Linked DNA regions of Zea mays: all the other regions are linked to region 2. Evidence: chromatin contacts called from public Hi-C data. All regions are on one chromosome and are shown on one strand. Each heading gives the region's core, a stretch centred on a gene start, on an enhancer-like site or on the middle of the called end of the contact. The rest is flanking DNA. Distances are from core to core; before and after follow the strand shown. Region 1 holds the start of LOC100381635. Region 2 holds the start of LOC103630535 (scarecrow-like protein 6). Region 3 holds the start of LOC100275685.

Region 1 (2,862 bases), core at 127-2,626, 180 kb after region 2:
AGGTATCCAAACATTGTAGCTCTAGAGTAAGATTAGATCTGGAATGTTCCTAAAGATGGTTTACTGTTTATGTGACCCTAGATTTGGTTAACATCGTGAGTAATACGATGCTCCACTAGCCCGCTACTTCCTTCTTGGCCATGCATGTAGCCTGCATCGCTCTAGAGTAAGCAACTAGCTTAAACATGCTTTAGGTAGGTTTACTTCTGTCGTTGGTCGCTTTTAATGCAAGATCACATTTATTGTCATATTAATAGTCGACCTAGAAAATAAACAACCATCGACTCACGGAGTCGATCGAGGCAAATCGCACAGGCCAATCCACATGATCTGGCTAGGATTTAAGGTTTAACTGATTGTTGTGTATCTATAGAGTGGTACACTGACACCAACATCCCCTTCTTAGTTGCAGGTCAAGCCAGGTGGCACACCCTAAACCCCCCATACATGGAGTCGCAGTTAGGAGGGACGACCGCAACATCAAACACACCTCCCAGCTCCTAGCATGTTGGCTGCCAAGACGACCCCTAGTAGGTTCGCACGACCCTAAAACTTAGGATTAGTAAGTTCGATTCAAGATTTTAGTTGTTTTATTGAGCAGGGGAGGGGCGCCGGTGCATGTATCAGTCGTGGCGTCACCGTCCATTACGCCTGTGAAGCCTAAAGTCACGAGGAGGTCCCTGCCACACCATCCTCATAAGCGACTCAAAACTTTTGTCTGCTTACTCTCGTGGTAGCCAGACCGAGATGAGAGAAGAAAGGGGCGATAATGGCAGCTAGGGTTCGGTGCCGCCCGAGCTACCTTACGGGAGACGACACAAAGATTGAAATTATGGTTTCTCACTCGAAATATAAATTTTATTTATAGAGATACAGGTTAGACGCACTGAGATTGGGCAGGTCTAATAGAGCACACGTCATTATAATGGTTTGGAGCGTGTGTAAATAACTATTTATTTAAATACTACCTATAATATATACGCACACCACTAGCTATAAGTTGAATCAAGGGTGTCGTTCAGAGGTCGAGTCCATGCGAAATATATGAACTACAAAGGATTTGACTCGTATCAAATATGAATCATGACGTATGTGTCGACATTTGGGGAGGGAAAATTGTGTATAATTTTGGTTTTAAATATTAAATGCTTATCATTTCAATTTACGATTGGTTTAATTAAACATAGATTGATCTAGATTTAATTAGATATTTTTGTTTTTTGACATTCGGCACAACTAACTAACTAACTACCTTAACTGCCGCGGCGGCCCAGATCCACCGAGACGTGTGTGATGTGGTCAGTGGTCCGCATGCCATGGCGACCATTCCTCCTCCCCATCGCGCAGAGCAGAGGGGAACTGATCGACGATGGCGCGGCGCCTCCTCCTCCTCCTCCTCCCCATTATTCTTACGTCCTCCGCTACCGCTAGCAAGAACAAGAGCAGCAGCCTGCTGCCACTGCCAGACGGCCCAGACCCTTGCTCCGGCCGCCGCATCCACATCCGCTGGCTCCCCGCGCGCTTCAACACCCACCTCCTCCTCTACTGCGCCACGGCGTTCCCGCTGGCCGACCCAGACTCCAAGTCAACTCCGGCGTGCGCGTCCCTCGCGAACCACGGCCTGGGCCCCCGCACCCACAACGGCACCCGCTCCTGGTACCGCACCGACGCCCGGCTGCTGGAGCCCTTCTTCCACCGCCGCCTCCTGGAGCGCGCATGCCTCGTGGCCCGACCCGCCCAGGCCGACGCCGTCTTCCTCCCCTACTACGCGGCGCTGGACGCGCTGCCCTACGTCCTCCACCCGGACCTCCTCAACTCCTCCGCGCTCCACGGCCTGCCGCTCGCGCGCTATCTGGCGCGCAACCAGCCGCGGGTCCTGGCGCGCCGCCACGGCCACGACCATTTCTTCCTCCTCGCCGGCACCGCCTGGGACTACTCGCAGCCGCACGACGCCGAGCCCCGGATGTATGGCACCACGTCGCTGCTCCGCCTCCCCGAGCTCGCCAACTTCACCGTGCTCACGCTCGAGTCGCGCACCTGGCCCTGGCAGGAGCATGCCATCCCGCACCCGACCTCCTTCCACCCGTCCTCGCTGCCGCGCCTGCGCTCCTGGACCGCCCGCGCGCGCCGCTCACGCCGCACCGCGCTCATGCTTTACGCCGGCGGCGTCTCCAGGCCGTCCAGGCCCAACATTCGGGGCGCCATCCTCGCCGAGTGCGCCAACCGCACGTCGTCCAAGTCCAACAACGTGTGCATCGTCGTCGACTGCTCCGCCGCCGCGTGCGCGCTCAACCCCGTGGCGTACATGCGCCCCATGCTCAGAGCAAACTTCTGCCTGCAGCCGCCCGGGGACTCGCCATCCCGCCGCTCCACGTTCGACGCCATAGTCGCCGGCTGCGTCCCGGTCTTCTTCGAGCACGCCGCCGCCAGGGCGCACTACGGCTGGCACCTGCCCCGCGGGAGGTACGACCAGTTCTCCGTCACCATACCAAAGGACTCGGTGGTGATGGGGGACGTCAGGATCACCGACGTGCTGGCGGCGGTGCCCGCGGACGAGGTCGCCAGAATGCGGGAGCGCCTGCTGGAGATAGCGCCCAGGGTGGTGTACCGGCGGCACGGGAGCGCGGCGGACCTGAGAGAGTCCACCAAGGACGCCGTCGACCTCGCCGTGGAGGGCGTCCTGAGGAGGATACGGAGGCGGGTGAGCGCGCTGGAGGACGGCCACCCGGACGCCATCTACGAGCTGGAGGACGACGACGGCGCGCACTAGCTACGTAGCCAACATTCAAGTATTTCGATTCTTCTTGTAACCAACATTTGATTTCATTTTGGGATTGATTTGCAAGCAAGAATTATTTGTGA
Region 2 (3,068 bases), core at 66-2,565:
AGCACGTGGATGCAGGCAGCGCCACCCAGCTCGTCGAGCATGGCCTGGACGCAGGTGAAGTGCGCGAACTGGAGCACGGGGCAGAGCTCGGAGAAGTCCTTGTAGGCACCGAGCTTTAGGAGCACGTCCACCGGCGCGGCGGCGGCGGCGGCGGTTGCGGAGGCGGTGGTGGACAGGGCAGCGCGCAGAGCCTCCTTGAAGTAGAAGGCGGAGCGGAGCAGTGGCGTCGCCGTCGCGGCGCCGGGCGGGAGCAGGTAGTTGAGCCGCGCCAGTATCTCGCGGGCGCCGAAAACGTCTCCGGCTTCGGCAAGCTTGGCGGCCTCGGCGAGCTGGTCCACCGCCGTGGAAGCGTCGTCGGTCCCCGGCGCCTCCGGCTTGGGTTTCAGGAGCGTGTGCTTGGGAGGCGACGCGGGCACCACGGGGTTTTGGTGGTGGTGCAGCTTGGGCGGGTAGTGCACGTGGGGCGCGAGAGGCTGGAACTGCGGCGGCGGCACGGAGGAAGAGGGTATGTGGTCGAGGTCATGAAGTACCGAGTGGGAGTTGTGGTCGTCCATGACGCCCGACATGGCGACGTCGTCGGCAATAAACCAGCCGAGGAAGGTGCTGTCGTGGGTCTGCTGGGCGTGCGAGAGGGTGAGGCCGCCCGGACCCGGAGGTTGCGCGTGGGGCTCCCAGGCCTCTGCGGCGCCGAGGCCGAGCGGCGGCATGTGCATGTCAAGGGGCGGGAGATGGTGGACCCAGTCGTCCCTCCCGGCGACGTCGTCGTCGTCGTCGTCCGGCCATGCGGGCGGGGAGACGCTCTTGGCGTCGGCGTCGGCGAGGGCCGCCACGTCGGCGATGCCGAGTGGCGAAGACAGCGTGGTGGGCGGGCTGGTACTTGGGCGTAGGGGGCGAGTCGTGGCAGGTTCGCGGCCGTCGCGGCTCCGGCGAGGGGCATCCCTCGATGTGTCGTCGTCTGAGCTTAGACAGGATGATTAGGATCAGCACCGACGATTGGCATGGCAGCAAGAATATATCAAGTTGCTAGCAAGCAACGCAACGCAACGCATGTCATTTGGTCTTGGAGAGAGTGAGCAGAGCACGATACTTTGCGGTGCCCTTCCACCGGCTTTATTTGCCGGCCTTCACAAGCGCATAAAAAAAAACAAAATAAAATGTTGGTGATTACCGCGAATCATAGGCACGAAAACCCGTTGTAGTAACTACACATCACTACTACAGACGCGTAGCATCGAATGGAGTGCTATTTGGTTGATGGGCCTAATGACATTGGGTGAGCGCGGGCCGGGCCAGACATGATGCCAGAGGGGTTTGTGAACGAGCTGATATTTGCCATCAGCAAGAAACAGATTTGTAAAATTGCCATCAGACCCACATTTTATAGACCCAGCTGGACCCACAATTCATAAACACAATGGTAATTATAACAAGAACAGAACATTGTGAGTGACAAAAATCCAATTATCTCGTTTGTGAACGCACAACCATTCTAAACAAGATAACTCTATTCTAAATAAGGACTAGTTTCAAATTTTAAAAAACTAGCCATCGGGAAGGCACCAAACATGTCCGGTATAGGGAGTTAGTGCACACGACATGTCTGATGCCTCTAACTATCATGAGTTGGATTGTAGCAACTAGTTCCTTTGCTTTAGGCTATTTTTGCCCCTACCAATTCAGCCAAATGAAGTCTCTTGCCTATTTCAATAGTTGAATGGATCATTTGATAGTGAGGAAGAACCTTTACCTAATGAGGGACTTGAGAGTTAATAATCATGTGATCAACGACCTCGTTAGCACATTGAGAGTAGCTTCTGTGCATTCACCATCCTTATTAGACTTGGTTAGGTCAAGTGAGAGTTAGCGTTTATTACTCTTGACGAACAACATCGTCTAAACAATTTAGTGGTGATCGATAGTTTAATGGTCACCTAAAGAGCTTGTGGGTGACCAAACTTAAGTGTGTACATGGTTGTCAATGGTTCATCATGCTATAGAGGCAAAGAACCTGCTCATAAAGAGTGCTTGGTCCTTGCGCAGATCAAGGGGAGTGACACCCTTTCATGGGTTCTCCAACAAGGAAGAATGGAGAGTGATGACATTCTGCTACCTTAGCAAAACATCGAGGCATTTATAATCCTTCCTTTTATATTAAGTATTTATATTTGAGCAATTCCAAGGCTGAGAACTATTTTTCAGAGGCCTTTGCAAGGCTGTATTCAATAGAGTGTGTAATCGTAAATACGCTCATGCTCTTTGGTCAGATATATGCACAATCCATGAGGGAACAAAGAGTGAGTGTGGGGAGTGTTACCATTTAATCATGAATAAATTAAATTCTTTTGAAATGCTTTCTCATTAAAATGCAAATGACACGTACTCACACTTGAATGTCCTTATAGAATAAGTCAATCGATTGTGAGTCATACAATTTACACAACAGGACGTCATGAGAAAAATTCTAATTGTCCTCTCAATTAACAAATATGGGCACATTGTCACCATGCTCCATCAAGTTGATCTATCCACCACTACACCAAGCAAAATCTTCGGGATGGTCAACACCCATGAGATGTACATGCACATAAACAATCAACACGACTCTTCTTCAAACAAGGACTTGGATTTCAAAGCCAACCATGACATTAAATGCAAAAGAAAAATCAAATAAGATCTTGAAAGCTCAAATTATTATGAAGTTGATGATGTGAAGATGACACTAATGATGAAGAAGACAAAAAATATGCGAAATAAAATCAACAAGGAAGGAACCAAATTTGATTAAAGAAAGAATAAATTCTTTAGTAGTAGCAAGAGAAGTACTAGATGGATTGCTATAATGTGGTGAACTGGGTCACCTTGCTCACCAAGTCTCCAAGCCCCCAAAAAGTTCAATGGCAAGAAAGATGACTCAAGTGACAATGGGAAGAAAAACGACAAAGCCTTTAAGAGAAGGAATAACAAAAAAAAGGAAATTCCACAAGAAAAATAAGAGTGGCAAGGCGTATATTGTTGGTGATCGACTCACTGACATTGACTCCACAAGCAGCTCATCCTCGTGCAATAGT
Region 3 (3,136 bases), core at 49-2,548, 140 kb before region 2:
GTCTGTAGATGACGACAGCTGATACGTGTATGATTATCTTGGTGAATTGGAGGCAAAGAATTTGGTCTCACTTGTTGGCATTTGTGTCGTGTGCAAGTTAAAAGCACCAACTGCATCGAATTCTTTGAGAGCTCTGTACCACAAGGTGGAATGGAAACCATATGGCTTTTGGTTGGTTGTTGTAGTGTTAGAATACATCGCTGCCCCCGATTTGTTTTAGTTAGGGCCTGTGGGGGCGGCTGTATATAGTTGGAATCCATTTCTGGATTCAATGGGGGAGCTTATTTGAGAATCAGGCAGGAAGCCATGTAGTAGATTTCTAGCCAAGAGCCCTGTACTTGTTTTTTTTTTGGGTCTGAGATGTAATTGTCATGTCACATATATTCTTTTGATCTAAGGCTGACGGAAGTTGCATTGCCTATTTGCTTTAGCTATTACTAGTGCAGCCTAGACATCATGAGTTTGGATCGTTCTATGACTAAACCGTCCTACTGGTTTGCTGTTTGTTTTTGTGGTATAAGCTTCCTTTAGCGATGTATTGTTGCTTAATATAAAGGTAATGTAGAGTTTAGCTATTGGAGATAGATAACTAACTGTTTTCTCCTTTTGAGGATCATAGTTAAAGTCGACTTTCCTACACATCTCTTTCTAATGCTACTGTGCTTTAGAATCCCATTACATATTGGTGTTTTGAAAATACTTATTGGGTATGTTCAAATCAACCCAATATAAACTTTTTTAAATGTTACTACCCTAGCTTGTTATCATCATTTCAGACTTTTTGACTTGAAAAAGGCAACTCAAACAAACATAGTTAAAGTCGGTTTGGTTCTCGGCCTATCTAAAGTTAGCCCTATCTAAAGTTAGTTAGTTAAATTAAAGAACTAATCTTACATAGTAGATAAAGCATGACAAGTTAGGCTGTCTTCAACAAAGACCACTAAAGAGTTCCTTATCCTAAAATTTAGAGGACGCACCCAACAACGTAATCTAAAAAGACCCTCTAAATTTAGTAACGTAATCTAAAAAGACCCTCTAAATTTAGTAACATAATCTAAAAAGACCCTCTAAATTTAGTGAACTAGATGCTTTATATATAGAGTTTCAATCTTCTCTCCTCTATCTATTTTAATACATTAAATAATAGTTTTAGTAAAATTAAAAATATATATAATATATTTGAGATTGCTAGAGACATTAGAACCAGTCCACTTTCCTATTTACTTTTGAATAAACGAGAACCAATCACCTCTCTATTTAATTCTAAATAGAGTACGGTGGTTTAGCAGCATGTGGGCACGACATGGCTCTCGTCCCAGCAGGGGACAGGGCTGCTCGCTTGGACCCACCTGTCAAGCTTGGGCTGGAGGGTGGGGGCTGATCCGCTCCTCCGCGGCTCCGCCACACACTGACCCACCCATCCAACCACTTCCACGAATGGCCCTCGCTCTGTGAACTCGTCGGGTTCCATGGCGGCGCCGTCGCCTAAACCCCCGACACCACGCGGGCGCTGCCACCACCCGCCCAACGCCACCCGCCGCCTCCACGTGGCCACCCGCTGCTTCCCCGACCCACCACCACCACCTGCCTCCATGCCGCCGATCCCGAGTCCGAACCCTGTGCTGTCCCTTCTCTCCGCGGTGCCCGACTGGGCCGACGCCATCCAGGAGCGCCGCGTCCGCGACCGCCGCCCGCTCTACGACCACGCCACCTGGCGGCACCACCGCAGCTCCCGCCGCCACCTGCGCCACCTCCTCACCTCGCTGTCCTCCCGCGCCATCCTCTCCCTGGCGCCCCCGGTGTCCGCCTTCACCGCCTTCGCCGCCGCCATCGCCACCTACAACACGCTCCTACCGGCCTACGCGCTCACCGCATCCTCGCTCCCCTACGAGCTCACTGCGCCCGCGCTCGCGCTCCTCCTCGTCTTCCGCACCGAGGCTTCCTACGCGCGCTTCGACGAGGGACGCAAGGCGTGGATGCGCGTGCTCGCCAGCGCAGCCGACCTCGCCGGGATGCTCATGCGTCATCCTTTTCCTAACAATCTGCATACGGGTGGCGCTCCCAATCCGGGACCGGGAGGACGACAGGCTGACGACGAGCCGCTCAGGCGCGCGCTCGTCAACTACGTCCTCGCCTTCCCCGTCGCGCTCAAGGTGCTTGGATTGGATTGGATTGGACTGCTCTGCTCTACTCTACTCTGTGGTGGGTGGATGTGCTTTACGCTTTACAGTGACTGTTGCATTTTCAGTGCCACATAATTTGCGACTCTGACGTAAAAGGGGACCTTGAGGGCTTGCTTGGCGAAGATGACCTGAGCGTTGTTCTAGCATCGAAACATCGGCCACGCTGTATTATCGAGTTCATCGCACAGAGTCTCCAAATGCTAGATCTCGACGAGCAGAAGAGGAGCATCATGGTAAGCTTAGTATTTATAGTTCGTTGTAAGATAACTGGTGGATGGGTGCATTCTGTGGCTACCATCGAAGTAACCTAATGCTATTTATCTTTTCTTGCTTTGTAGGTGTCTAAACTGTCTTGTTTTCTTGAAGGAATCGGCGTTTGCGAGCAGCTCATGGGGATCCCTATCCCTCTCGCATACACTAGACTTACTTCAAGGTTCCTTGTTCTGTGGCATCTTACACTCCCAATCATACTCTGGGAAGAATGTAAATGGATTGTTGTTCCAGCTACCTTTATCAGTGCTGCATCGCTATTCTGCATTGAGGAAGTAAGTTTCTTCTACTTGTCATTAGGCTCTGGAAGTTCACATCCTAAACTGACACTATTGCACTTTCAGGTGGGTGTTCTAATCGAAGAGCCGTTCCCCATGCTAGCTCTTGATGCCCTGTGCAAGCAGCTCCACGACGGTATTAAGGATGTGATGGAGATGCAGAACTCGGTTCACTCGCGACTAGTTGCCAAGACTGCTACGGACCACAGGGGCAGTAGGCGCGAGAACAATGGTTGGCCTAGCTCCAAAAGAGAAGGAGCCAAGATTGATTGAGCACGCAAGGTCGGTCGGGTCGTTGTGAATTTATTTGAAGATAGCATTGCAAGCAATCTGTGGCAACCAGATATCCATGAACGAACTGGAGAACTTGTGGACCCCATTTCCTCCTGCAATGGTATGTACCTG

The links. Hi-C and Micro-C count contacts between places; a contact is called where the count stands out from the background.
Region 1: a contact with region 2 is called in a Hi-C map of endosperm, with 2.8 times the contacts expected there. The contact joins the promoter of LOC100381635 here to the promoter of LOC103630535 in region 2. A contact is called at or near these places in 4 of 25 Hi-C or Micro-C datasets (ear, endosperm, leaf and 1 more).
Region 3: a contact with region 2 is called in a Hi-C map of endosperm, with 2.2 times the contacts expected there. The contact joins the promoter of LOC100275685 here to the promoter of LOC103630535 in region 2. A contact is called at or near these places in 6 of 25 Hi-C or Micro-C datasets (bundle sheath, ear, endosperm and 3 more).

Annotation. Positions count from the first base shown.
Region 1 is chr1:1,826,148-1,829,009 of Zm-B73-REFERENCE-NAM-5.0, reverse strand. LOC100381635 reads left to right here and starts at 1,376. Exons shown (of 1, transcript NM_001174451.1): 1 at 1,376-2,862. The coding sequence starts at 1,717. The coding sequence ends at 2,778. It also overlaps the pseudogene LOC103630509.
Region 2 is chr1:2,008,344-2,011,411 of Zm-B73-REFERENCE-NAM-5.0, reverse strand. It overlaps LOC103630535 (scarecrow-like protein 6), which reads right to left and starts at 1,315. Exons shown (of 1, transcript XM_008651591.4): 1 at 1-1,315. The coding sequence starts at 713.
Region 3 is chr1:2,145,316-2,148,451 of Zm-B73-REFERENCE-NAM-5.0, reverse strand. LOC100275685 reads left to right here and starts at 1,298. Exons shown (of 4, transcript NM_001371721.1): 1 at 1,298-2,153; 2 at 2,249-2,416; 3 at 2,522-2,728; 4 at 2,798-3,136. The coding sequence starts at 1,470. The coding sequence ends at 3,004. LOC103630556 (mediator of RNA polymerase II transcription subunit 12-like) reads left to right here. Exons shown (of 12, transcript NM_001319720.1): 12 at 1-22. The coding sequence ends at 22.